3 separate regions of the Mus musculus genome follow, and regions 1 and 2 are each linked to region 3. A link is a contact called in public ChIA-PET and promoter capture Hi-C data. All regions are on one chromosome and are shown on one strand. The core of a region is the stretch at or near the end of the contact, and the rest is flanking DNA. Distances in the headings are between cores, read along the strand shown. Region 1 holds the start of Olfr15 (olfactory receptor 15). Region 2 holds the start of Zfp597 (zinc finger protein 597). Region 3 holds the start of Pam16 (presequence translocase-asssociated motor 16 homolog (S. cerevisiae)).

Region 1 (4,222 bases), core at 811-3,310, 790 kb after region 3:
AGAAAATTTACAAGAGCTTATAAGTAAATTTGAAGTATATACTAAGGTAAGGACAGAGGAGGAAGTACGCGAGAGAAGAGGAAGCCACCACGAGGGGCGATAGACCATGAGTACATGGCCAGGAGAAAGAGCAAGTATCTGGGGTACATTGCTGGGGAGGTAGCCAGGCCAGCAGTTAGAAAAATAGATTAAAAATAACCAAAGTCTGAGTCCCATTTATTTGTGAGCTAGTCAGGGATAAGCTTAAATTGCTTGTACTACATACAATATAGGTGTTATTGTTCCAACACACAAGTTTCTTGAGATAAGTTTTGTTCTAAACCAGTTGCTGGATTTCTGGGACAGTAGTGCTGGAAGATTAAAACTTGAAACAGAGGACATGCTTAATGGACAGACTACCCTCCTAAACTTGCTTAAGGAACCATAGCATATCCCATAGTCCACTGACTCATAGCAAACCCGATGGCTCTGGCTGTCAGCTGCAATGATTTAAACAAAGCCAGATGGAGACATTTTAGGCTAGTATTGAAAGGCAAATGGTCTTGCCTATCTTTTCTTATTAATTATCACATTGGATAGAAGGTAAATTTGGATGCAGACATACAGAAAAGGATAATCAGGTGAGAAGGAGATGGGAAGCATGAATAGTTAGCCTGTATGTAGTACTAAGAAGAGACAGAGAACCGGAACACGATGGTGGATGGCTAAGATACCAAGATGAATTCTATTTTCATCTGAAGTTGATAACGTGTGGTGTCAATTCATGGAATTACAGAAAATTATACAAGAAACTTCACGTTTCTTTCCTTAGGAAGTAAAAAAAATTCATCAGAATTATGCTATAACACATAATGTGGACCTCAGAGTCAGGGACACTGAAATGGATCTGTTGTAGGTCAATAGTCTCTGGACCTACAACGATACATATCTGCCCTGTTACCTGTGGTCCACAGTCGTATTTCTGGAAAATAAACAAAGAATGTCTCAAGTAACACTAACCATCTTCCAAATGTGTAGAATTGTCAGGAATATGCATTGGCTTTACTGAAGACAGAACTTCTCATAAGAAAACAGAATGCAAGGTGGAGAGGCAATAAGAAATGAAGACGATTGTGCTGTCCTCAGCTGGCTCCTCTTCCTTTCCCCAGCAATCTTCCCAGGGCCCCCTTCACTTCTTTGTTTCTTAGAGTATAGATGAGCGGATTCACCATGGGTGTGACCACAGAGTAGAAGAGAGAAATGAATTTTCCTTGGCTTTGATTACTGCTCTTAGCTGGAAGCAGATACCCATAGATCGCAGAGCCATAGAAGAGAAACACTACCACCAAGTGGGAGACACACGTATTGAAAGCCTTTCGACGTCCCTCCACAGAGCGGATCTTCATCACTGCCTGAGCAATGAAGCAGTAAGAGACCAGGATGACGCTTACTGGGACCACAGTGAAGAAGGTACAAACACCATTGAGCACCGCCTCATTGAGACTTGTGTCTCCACAGGCCAATTTAATCATGGCGGGTACCTCACACAGGAAGTTGTCCACTTTTCGGTGTCCGCAAAATGGGAGCTGGAGAGTGAATGTTGACTGAATCACGGAGTTGCCTAAGCCACCCAACCAGCTAATAGCAGCCAGCCCCCAGCAGAGGCGAGGATTCATGACGGTCATGTAGTGCAGGGGCCGACAAACTGCCACATACCGATCAAATGCCATCACCACGAGCAGTATGCACTCAGTAGCCCCCAGCCAAAGGAAAACATAGAGTTGAGTTACACACCCACCATAGCTGATTGTCTTGTCTGGCCCCCATAAATTTTTCAGCATCTGAGGGACTGAACTGGTAGTAAAGGCAAGGTCTAGAGAGGAGAGGTTGCTGAGGAAGAAGTACATGGGTGTGTGGAGCCGAGCATCAAGGCGCGAAAGCAGGATGATGGTCAAGTTCCCAACCAGCGTCAACAAGTAAGAGGCCAGGATGACAGCAAAAAAGATGATCTCCAGATGGGGATGGTCAGAGACACCCATCAGAATGAAGCTCCCAGAGGAGCTGTTGCTGTCCACCTCCATCACCGGCTGCCTCAGTCACTGAAGTTTGCTCAGGCAAGGGAAGAGGCAGCTACTGCTAAACCTGCATCCAAAGTGCACCTCAGGCTCCGCAGCTAAAGCCCAGTCCACCCTTCCTGGCCACGAGCTTTCATGCAAGCCCTGGTTGTCAGTTGAGCTGGGATGTCAAAAGGGACCTAGCACAGAGATGAAGGGAGTGCCTTGTGAGGACAGACAACAGCTAGGGCAACAGGTCAGAGGGGCAGGTTAGATCAGATACCTTCTCAAAACACCAATTTCCTCAGCCAAGTTTTCTTTTGCTCTAAGAGGGAAACACACAGTGAATTTGGAAAATCTCCCCGGAAGTTACTGATAGATTTCTTTCTCAGGCTTGAAAGGATGGCTCAACATTTAAGAGCACAGAATGCTCTTGCAGAGATTCCAACTTTGGATTTCAGCGCCCTTATCTCACAATAGCCTATAAGTCCAGTTCCAGGGAATCTGACATGCACTTCTGGCAACTGCACATATGTGAACATACCACCCAAAATTCATGCCTACATGATTTAAAATAAAGTCTTTTTTTTTTTTTTTTGGACAGTCTGTCATTATACAGCCCTAGGCAGACTGGAAGTTGCTGTGTAGACCAAGCTAGCCTTAACAGAGATCCCACCTGCTCTGTTTTCTGAGTATTGAGATTAAAGCCATGTGGCACCATGACCATCAAAATAAATAATCTTTAAAATAAATAATCTTTAAAGAAATTCCTTTTCTCTGTCTTTTATAGTCCTCTCTTCTCAAATTAAAACTCCTGGTCTGGAAAGATCATCATGTGTCTATCGGATCTCAAAAAAAAAAAAAAAAAAAAGAGAGATGGTAGGAGCTGGAGAGATGTTCAGCCATTGAGAGCATTGGTTGCTCTTCCAGAGGACCAAGGTCCAGTTCCCAGCAGCCACCTGGAGGCTCACAACTGTCTGCAACTCAAACTCTGATAGATCTGATGCTTTCTTCTGCCCTCCATGGGCACTGCATACATGCAGCACACATATATACACGCAGGTAAAACATACACACCCAAAATAATTTAAAAAACTAACGAGAATACTGAATATTCACCATACACAAAAAGCATGAATTTGTCAGTGAAGAAGGTGAATATAGAACAAATAAACACATGCCAAAAAAGCTTAAGTCAAATGTGTGAAATATATAAGTGGATTTTCTGTAAGGAAGTTAAATCAATCTACATGTGTCCATAGTAAGGGAAATTAAAATATACCTGATAATTTGAAGTCTACTGTGTTTACTGCTAAACCAAGGAATCATTCTTAACATTCTCAAAGCAGCAAACACACTCTTGTCAATAACAGCCAATTAACATCTCCTTGGGCAGTGTGTGTGTGCACAGAAGTCAGCCTTAAGTGTTATTCCTCAGAAGTGGTACTCTTTGCTTTTTTAATCAGGGTCTCTTATGGTAACCTAGGGTTTCTTGGTTAGCCCCACATGTTTTCCCTGTCCAGTCTTGGGATGACAAGGTGTACTGTCACATCTAACTTCTTCATACCACCACAGCTGCCTTTTTATGTAGGTGCCGTGGATTGAACTCAGGTCCTCAGACTTGTGTGACAAGCACTTTACCCACAAGACTGCTATTTCTAAATATAAGAAAACCAAGATCTTTTCTCTTCTTTTGCCTACTAATTAAAAGGATCTAAACAGTAAATAATTCATGGGTCACCTAGAAACCAACAGTTGGGAGAGAATTCTGTCGTTTCTCTGAACTGTGGCCTGTCTGTTCCATGGGAACTTCAGCTACTGGCCTAACCAGGGAAGTGTGTAGGTGAGCTTAGGGGCTTTTATTGCAACTGTCAAGGGCCACTTGACTAAAGATTGAAACTGTCCTTTTTAATCCACATATAGCAAAATATTGGTAATCCTGATGCTAGAATCCACACAGAACTTCAAGAGGATTTTATGTATATGAGTGTATGTGCAGGTGCATGTGTGCACGTATCTGGAGGCTAGAGGACAACTTTTGGGTGTCATTTCTTCTCAGTCACACTACCATATTTTCTGAGACCTGCGGCTTACTCTTGGATACAACTAGCCCCAAGGATGAAGCACACAACAAAGAGAAAACAATGGACCCAGACCCAGAGTCTGAGGACTTGGCAGTTGATGGCAAG
Region 2 (4,101 bases), core at 864-3,363, 750 kb after region 3:
AGGGCTAACCTCTTCTCTGGTTAGATACTAAAGTGTTACTCTAGGCTTAGGTTCTGGACACTGGAATTGGCTCATCTTTTTGTAATAACTGAAACAGGGTTCAAAGTACAGAACCTTACATCTCTATCAGAAGATTCTTAGTTCAAATGAGACATCTATGAAAAAAAATGGCAAGCACAAAACAAGAGAAAGATGATCATGAGTTGTATCAAGATGAGATGAACATGCCTTTGCTGTAGGATTACATACCACTCTTCTTCAGTATTTTGAAGTGGTCTAGGTCTGTAGGGAAGTTTGTTCTCATTTTTTCATCTGTCAGTGAAGCATTTGGGTTTTTTACCCTGGGGTCTTTAGTGATCATTCCCAGACAATTTAGATAATAATGGATAGCTTGTCCTTGTGAGAATGTTACTGACTTTCTACTTGCATTTTTCCTTTACCCAGAGTTTTTACTTTGTAGTTAGATGGCTAGAGTGTGTCAGACTCTTCTCCCAGTGACAGAGCACTTGCATTGATAGGCCAAACCCTAATGAATCTTTATTCTTGAAAAACTTGGGATGGGTCCATTAAACAAAAAAAGTTAGCATGCAGTAGCTGTGTTCCATTGGCATTATCAACATATTTAATAGGAAACACGGGCCTGTATGCTGCCACTGAGCCCCAGAATGAACACAACTGCTTTAATTGTTTCGTTAGATTCTGTTGTTGGCAGTTGAAACTATCCTGACATTCTGTCAAATCCCACTACTCTTCACCTCAAATGTTTTAATAACCATGCAGCCAATCCCTGAGTAACCTGACATTAGCATAACAGATTATGTTGGCACTGGGTGGGGTGGCCTCATCTCTAATCCCAGCACTTGGGTGGCAGAAGCAAATGGATGTGTTCGATGTTGGAGGCCAGGCTGGTCTACAGAGCAAGTTCTGAGCAGCCAAGGGCATAGAGTAAGACTCCATCTCTAACGAAAGAGACAAGAGACCTGGGGTTTATTTGGAATTTTCAAGGTACTAATCTTGTTTGTTGACCCCCAAACTCTTTCTCATAATCTGGCGAATCTTTTCACTTAACATCTTATAATAGTTTAAATTGCCCTCTGTATTATCAAAGAGAGGCACTATGGGCTCTTTGCAGCTGAGGAAAGCAAAGTTAAAAGGTGTCCAGATGTGGGTTTGGATCTAGCTACTAAGGGGTACTGAGGCAAGACCTTAATTGCAGGTCTACTGGGGCTATACAGTGATTTCAGAGTTAGCTTGGGTCAACCTCATTTCAAAATAAAGTTTAAAACAAGGATAGGGGTCTGAGCTCAGTGGTAGAAAGTCTACTATGCGTGAAACCGTAGTTTCACCCTCAGTACCAAAGGGGGGAAAATTGGCACGATCATCTAATTAGTGACAGTTCTAGAAAGAGCTCGACTTTATGATTTTGAATCTTCAATTCGCTGCTCAATGTTGGTTACAAGAACATTTGCCACTAGGGCAGGTCCAGACATCCTGCGAAGGAAATCCGCGGTCTATTCCCGCTCGATGTCCGCTATGGGCCCCAATCATTTGGTTGGACTACACCTGTCGGGTACAATGGTTCATGTCCCTAGAATACTTCGGGAACGGACACGAGCAACAAGGCTAACCTGACCTGAATTTGTGATTGCACAAAGATAACCTCTTACACACCGTAGCCCCACAATCCATCTGAGACTGGGCTTGGGCCCAAGCTAAGCCTGGATCTCGGGGCCTCTCATTCACCTCACCCCCTCCTACCGAAAGCTCCGGCCCCCCCAGCGTCTGTGTGTTCCCGCCATCCGTGATCGACTCCAGAGTGGTCCGGTCTCTGCTTTCGGAATCACCGTGTCCCTCAGGGACCATTCTACTGCTCCGACTGAACATATCAACAGGCGGGGCACTCACCACCGAGACCCAGCCAGAGGAACCGGAAACGGCTGCTTGTAGAAGCTCAGGAATAGCCTCTCAGTTGCCAGGTGCGATTCAGGTCCTCGGGAAGCTGCTCAATTGGTCCATTAAGGAGGGACCGCCGCCTCGGGAGTACGCTGGCCAATCAGGATGCAGGATGGATGGGGGGGGTCGCTTCCGGCGGTTTCCCTGCAGCTACTGCGTGGGGAGCATGGGAGCGTGGGAGTGTTGTGGTGGCCTCCGCCTCCTTTGTCGCGTCTCGGCTGGGCGTGGCTTCACGCTGCTTCTGCCGGGTTGGGCGAGGTTGTCGGTACTCCGGGGCTGGTGAGTGTGGCTGTTTCAGAGCTGTTTTGGAGAAAGAAGCCGTCAGCTCAGATTCTCAAAGGAGCTTGAGGGCGAAGTGGAAAGGCCTGGCAGCGGAGTTGGAGACTCTCCACTCGAAGTGTTGTCCAAACGTGGGGACTTAAGGAGCCCTTCCTTTCCCCAGATGGCGTCCACGCTCCCCACATCGGATGAGCAGGTGAATTGTGTCGCTATTTTCCTACAGGTGTCCTGACCTGGCGGCAGTTAGACGCGCAGGTCCTGAGGCGCCTCCTCAGATAGCCCTTTGACCAAGCTGTCTTACGTTTCTTGGCTTACCGACTTCCTCATTTCAGAATCATCAGGTGGAGGAGAGCCCTAGCAGGGGTCTATAACAATTTCTCAAAGTTATCTTGCTGAAATGCGTCTCCAAATGGCAGATTCCTGGGCTTCACACCTGTTGAATAATGATAATTAAAACCCAGGTGAATTTTACACCAAAAGCTCTATGGGTTTACAGGAACAGTAAACTTAGGAGAGAACTAGAGCTTTAGGTGGTGGTGGTCGTGATGTGTGTGTGTGTGTGTGTAGCTGAGCAATCACTGATGAAAAAGAAACACAAACTAGCAAAGAATGATGTTAGGAAACTCCTAAAAACTATTTCTCAGGATTCTTACTGGGCTGGCCAGTGTCGTCCCCCCCCCCTTCCCCTCCCTTCTTAGAGAATCCGAAATAATTTCTCTCCCCAAGAATTGTTCACTTATCTTTTCAGGAAAGACTACGTTCTCACGGTGTACTTCTTGATTCTCACACCACTGTTTGAAAATTTATGTTTATGCTCTCTCCCCCACCCTATTCAAGCCATAGAGTTCCCCCAGGGAGGAATATTTTACACCAAGCCTTTTCGCCTTAGAATGCGGAGGGGTTTAGCTCTTTTCAGCCTTCCAGGACACTCAACTGACCTGCTAGCTTTTTATACTAACAACAGTGCTTCTGTTTCAGAGACCACTGCTATTTGAAGATCTGGATGTGTATTTTTCTCAAGAGGAATGTGTGAGTCTGCACCCTGCTCAGAAGACCCTCAGCAGAGAAGCCCCATTGAAGAGTTTTGAGAATTTGGACTCGATAGGTAAGACAGTTGTTTCTCCTGCATTATGGAACTTTCATCAGTTCTAGGATGAACATTGTATGCCTTGTCCACACTGGTGGTGGATTGAGACCTATCTGTGACACACACACACACACACATATTGTGTATTATGTATACGTATCTATCTATCTATCTATCTATCAAAATCACATGTATATGTGGATTTCTATAGCTATAGCAAGAACTTGTAGGAGAGAACAAGTGTCAGAGTCAGATAATGTTTTCCCTTGTGTGAGCATGAGGGCCAGTGCACATGCATTAGTGTGCAGGCCAGTGGTGATGTCAGGTGACTTTCTCATTTGTTCTCCACTCTACTTACTGAAGTCTAGTTAGCTAGCTTGCCTTGGGATCCCCTGTCTCCATATCCTGAGTGCCAGGATAACAAGGTGGGCCACAACATCTACCTGGCTTTTTCTGGGTGTTGGGGATCCAAATTCCTGTTCTTAGCTTACACTGTAAACATTTTATATGCTGAGCCATCTTCCTAGCCCTGAAATGATTTCTTAAAAGAAATTCAGTCAACAATAGTGACCATGGTTTCATATATGTGCCAGTACCTTGTAATTTCCTTAAATAATTGTTGGAGTCAAATTAATTTTACTCAGAAAACTTCATTAACATAGAGACTTGTCATTTGCTAAAGATTAGAAACAGATTTTCTCTTAAGGGGGTATTTTGCCTTTCTAACGTAAGAGTAACCATATGCAGTATCCCTATGCCTGCATAGACATCTAAACTATTTT
Region 3 (4,133 bases), core at 682-3,181:
TGTGCTGCTCCACTCCCTGGGAATATAGAAAGAAGGATACAGGGATATGAGTGAGCGAGCAAGATTTGGGTCTGTTCCTGTTCGTGCTGGTTTCACTTTGCTACACGTTCCTTGTAATATACAGGAAAGATGGCGCTCCGCTGACTGCAGCTCTGTTACACTAGGGAACCAGTGGTGCATAGGAAAGCAATGAGGAAACGGAAAAGGAGCTGACTTGGGCTCATGGCAGGGTCAGGGCCTGAGGGGGAGATGTTTCCGTTCCTAAAGTGAAAACTAAGATCTGCAGGACCCAATGGCAAGCAAATGGAAGGTCAGCACTGTACGCAGGGAAGGGAGAGTGTGGAGGTAGGTTGGGCACTGGTCTAGGTCAGAGGTTCTCAGGCTGTGGGTCACAAACCCTTTTGGGAGGTCAAGTGACCCTTTCACAGGTGGCTTAACATGTTAGAAAACACAGATATTTACATTACGGTCCATAATAGTAGCCACAAAAATAATTTTATAGTTGGGGGTCACCACAACATGAGGAACTATGTTAAAGGGTTAGGAGAGTTGAGAACCACTAGTCTAGAGGCATCTGACTTAAGGCCATTCACCAAACATACATGAGTACCCATGCCAGGCAGCCGTCCCGGTGCTTGATAGCTAGGAGTAAAGGCATAAATGTCCTGCTCACTGTGAGTGCCTACTCTAGTAGGAGACATAGCAATGATAATAAATGTTAAAAAAAAAAAGAAGAATTATGTCATAGAGCAGTGTCTCTCATCCTTCCTAATGCTGCAGCCCTTTGATACAGTTCCTCATGTTGTGAACCCCAATCATAAAAAATACTTTCATTGCTACTTCATAACTGTAGTTTTGGTACTGTTATATATCACAATGTAAATATTTCTGGAGGTAGAAATTTGCCAAAGGAGTTAAGATGCACAAATTGAGAACTAAGGGGAAAAAAGGAAGCATGAAATGATAATGGAGTCACAAGACCATGTGTTGTTCCGATTCTGAGTCTGTGGACTGTTGAGGAGAAACCCAGACACAAAGTACAGATGAGTAGATTTCAAAGTAGGGACGTGCGTGGCTGCTGGGCAAGAACTGGTCTGATCTGGATGTTGGTCATGGCAAAACTGAACTGTACACTCCAAAAGGTGGAACTGCTTGGTGTGTGAATTACGGCTGTCTTGATGGAACTGTCCCAACACACAGACACACAGACCAGAGAAGGTCTTGTGAGGACTTGACGAGAAGCCTTTGCAAACCAAGCAAAGAAGCTTGACTAGAGACCAAACCTGGCATAAAGATTCCAGAAGCAGCTGGGCAGTGGTGGCGCACGCCTTTTGATACCAGCACTCAGGAGGCAGAGACAGGCAGAATGCAATGAATTCAAGGCCAGCCTGGTCTACAGAGTGAGTTCCAGGACAGCCAGAGTTACACAGAGAAACCCTGTCTCAAAAAAAACAAAACAAACAAAAATCAGAAAAGAATAAACTAAGCATCTGATGTTTAAAGGACACCTCAGACCTTTGAAATCAGGACAGCGTGCTGGGCATGCCACTGTAGTAGGGGACTTGGTGGCCCTCACTGAGGAGATGGCATTAGATTACAAAGTTGACTGAACATGGGCAGAAACAGTTCCTCAGGCGTCTAGGAAAGAGCTTCACCAGAAGGGGCAATGTGAAATAAATCCTATTTTGAAATACCTGGTTCTCTTAAATATTCTAGCGATTTTAACATCCAACCCTATTATACTCTGGTTTATTTCATATGATAGCTTCTTCCTAAGTGTTTTGGGAAAATGAAGGGAAGGCCACCAAACTGCACCAAGTCTGGGGCCGCCCACTGGTCCTCTGGCCCCGAGGCAGGCTCCGCCCACATGCGCGGTGCCGCGAGAGTCACGCCTCTGGAAACGCGTCGCGTCCTTGCGCACGCGCTCTCCGGTCTCCCTTGACCTCTGACCCACCAGCAACCCTTGAGCTGGTCCCACTGGGTCGGGAAGCGGCACCCGTCCCCCTAAAGTGGAGCGTCCGCCATGGTGAGGCCCGGGATGGGGTGTTCGGGAAGGGAGGTCAAATCGGAGTCCAGCAGCGGGCTCTGGTCCTGATGCCGTGAGCCCCCCGGGTTCCTCACAGGAAGCAGAGTCTGTAGCGTGGCGCCCGGTCGGTCGTTGGTGCCCGGGCAGTGACGACCGCGGACCGGGGAATCGAGGCTCGGTTGGCGGAAAGCTCCCGGCCAATCCCGGCCTGTGCGTTCCCTGCCTCGGCGTGCGCGGTCCGCTGTGGGCAGTGGGAGGAGACGGTCGTTGACTGGGCCGGCTCCTGAGTGGCAGGACTCGGCGATATTGGTGTTGTGTCGCTTGGCTTTTAACCGCGTTTGACAGTTGGCTCATCCAAGGAAGTGGTAGACCTGAGACTTGCTAGAATTGAAACCAGAAAGGCTGAGCGTTTTGGCACCATTGGCACCTGAAAGTTGCCCGCAGGTTCTTGAGATTTGCCCCTAAGTGATTGGAAGGTTAGGGAAGCCTATTTATCTGTTTGTTTGAGACTAAGTACCACTATGTATATAGATAGTGTGGCTCGCCCGGAACGCCCTATGTGCTCAAGCTGGCTTTAAACTCACTGAGATCCTTTTGTCTCTGCCTCTGGCTCCCAAGGGCTGGCAGTAAAGGTGTGCGCCATCTCACCCAGCTGGGAGCATCTTCCTTGACCATGGGAAAGTAGGTAGTAGTTAACCGCTCACAATGCGTTGTCTGGAGCTGAAGCTTTATGTAGATTGTCATTTAAGCCTTCTCAATCGTCCCCATTTTAATTTAAGGGATTTGAAGCTCAGAGAATTTGACTTTTCCAAGCTCATCTTTCCCACAAGAGTCAGTTTGGCCCCAGCTTTGTTCGTGTTCTGTTCTGAGACTAAACATTTGCCACTATATTATTCCTTGTAATTAGGTCGCTGCCATTTAGTAAGAACCTTTGTTGGTTCCTCGTGGAACTCGGTCTTTAGCGTGCATTCTCCACATTCCACCTTGAACTTACCTCAGCTGCTCGTGTAAGGCTTATACTTGTAAACCCAGCACTTGAAAGGCTGGGCCAGGAAGATCAGGAATTTGTGAGTTCCAGGGCAACTTTAGTACATAGGGCTGAGAGTATAGCTCAGTGTTGCAGTGCTTGCCCACCACAGGTAAAAGGCCTTAAATCCATCCCCAGATGGATTTCTCATCCAAAAGAGGATGAGAAAGTACTGTTGGAAGGTGAGGTAAGAGGAGCCTAGAAGATTACCCCTGGGAGTCCGATTATGTCTAATTTTGTCAGGTCCTTAGGAATGGCCCAGGTTTGGGTTGGGGTACTGTCATGCTTTATAACTCAAACCCTCCTGCCTCCGCTTCCCAAGGACACTACTACCACCATGCCTTGGCAGTGTTGAGTCTCTGACAGTGTCTAGATAGGAAGGAGGTCAGTGCAGTGCATCAGAGGTGGGGCACTGTGCAAGAACTGGGCCCCCGCCAGAGCCTTTCCTCAGCATTGGAGGCATACAGAAATCCTGCCTGGGGAGTGGACTGTATGAGACTGTAGCTTTGACCAAACAGAGCTAAGAGTGACTTGATTAAAGTGTTGATTCATGAACAATCATGTTCTTTCAGATATGTGCTGTTCAGGCCAGTAGGGACCCAGAAACACTGTCATAAATGCCATTGTAGTGCCCACCTTCCTCCTGTCTAGCTGGGACACCAGTAACTATTTGTAAGGCCTGCCACTGTGCACTGGAGGAACACTGTACACAGACCTGAAAGCTAGGGCCCTCCTAGTGCACTTCCATGACTTAAGCATCATTTTTGGGATCCCTGCTCACCACCCTTGTTGAGGTTCTTTGTGCCATATTGCTTCCCAGTTGGGAAATGAAATGTGGTGGTCTGCATTTCCACCTTGCCACTGGGGTATTAGAAGGATACTTGGGGTAAACTGAGGGATAAACCTCCTGCTTTACTTCTTGATGGTGGGGTGCCAGGTTCTTGGGTCACCAACATACTGCTCAGGAGAGGTGAAATACAGTCTAAGATGGGGGGATCATGTTGATAAAGGTGATAGACAGTGGGGGCTGAGAGGATGGCTGTGGTTCTCAAACTCCTGTGCACCCAGACATCACTGGGA

What was found. Promoter capture Hi-C pulls out the DNA fragments that hold promoters and counts their contacts. ChIA-PET counts read pairs in DNA pulled down with a chosen protein or histone mark.
Region 1: a contact with region 3 is called in a promoter capture Hi-C map of stem cell-derived epiblast-like cells, with 2.6 times the contacts expected there. The contact joins the promoter of Olfr15 here to the promoter of Pam16 in region 3. A contact is called at or near these places in 1 of 39 promoter capture datasets (stem cell-derived epiblast-like cells) and 1 of 115 datasets of contacts at active chromatin or transcription factors (embryonic stem cells).
Region 2: a contact with region 3 is called in an RNA polymerase II ChIA-PET map of memory CD8 T cells, with 7 read pairs. The contact joins the promoter of Zfp597 here to the promoter of Pam16 in region 3. A contact is called at or near these places in 2 of 39 promoter capture datasets (cranial neural crest and frontonasal cranial neural crest) and 1 of 115 datasets of contacts at active chromatin or transcription factors (memory CD8 T cells).

Annotation. Positions count from the first base shown.
Region 1 is chr16:3,836,813-3,841,034 of GRCm38.p6, reverse strand. Olfr15 (olfactory receptor 15) reads right to left here and starts at 2,060. Exons shown (of 1, transcript NM_008762.2): 1 at 1,122-2,060. The coding sequence starts at 2,060. The coding sequence ends at 1,122.
Region 2 is chr16:3,870,386-3,874,486 of GRCm38.p6, reverse strand. It overlaps Zfp597 (zinc finger protein 597), which reads left to right and starts at 2,113. Exons shown (of 3, transcript NM_001033159.2): 1 at 2,113-2,428; 2 at 3,211-3,337. The coding sequence starts at 2,396. It also overlaps a transcript of Zfp174 not described here and a transcript of Naa60 not described here.
Region 3 is chr16:4,622,744-4,626,876 of GRCm38.p6, reverse strand. It overlaps Pam16 (presequence translocase-asssociated motor 16 homolog (S. cerevisiae)), which reads left to right and starts at 1,931. Exons shown (of 5, transcript NM_025571.1): 1 at 1,931-2,026. The coding sequence starts at 2,024. It also overlaps a transcript of Glis2 not described here.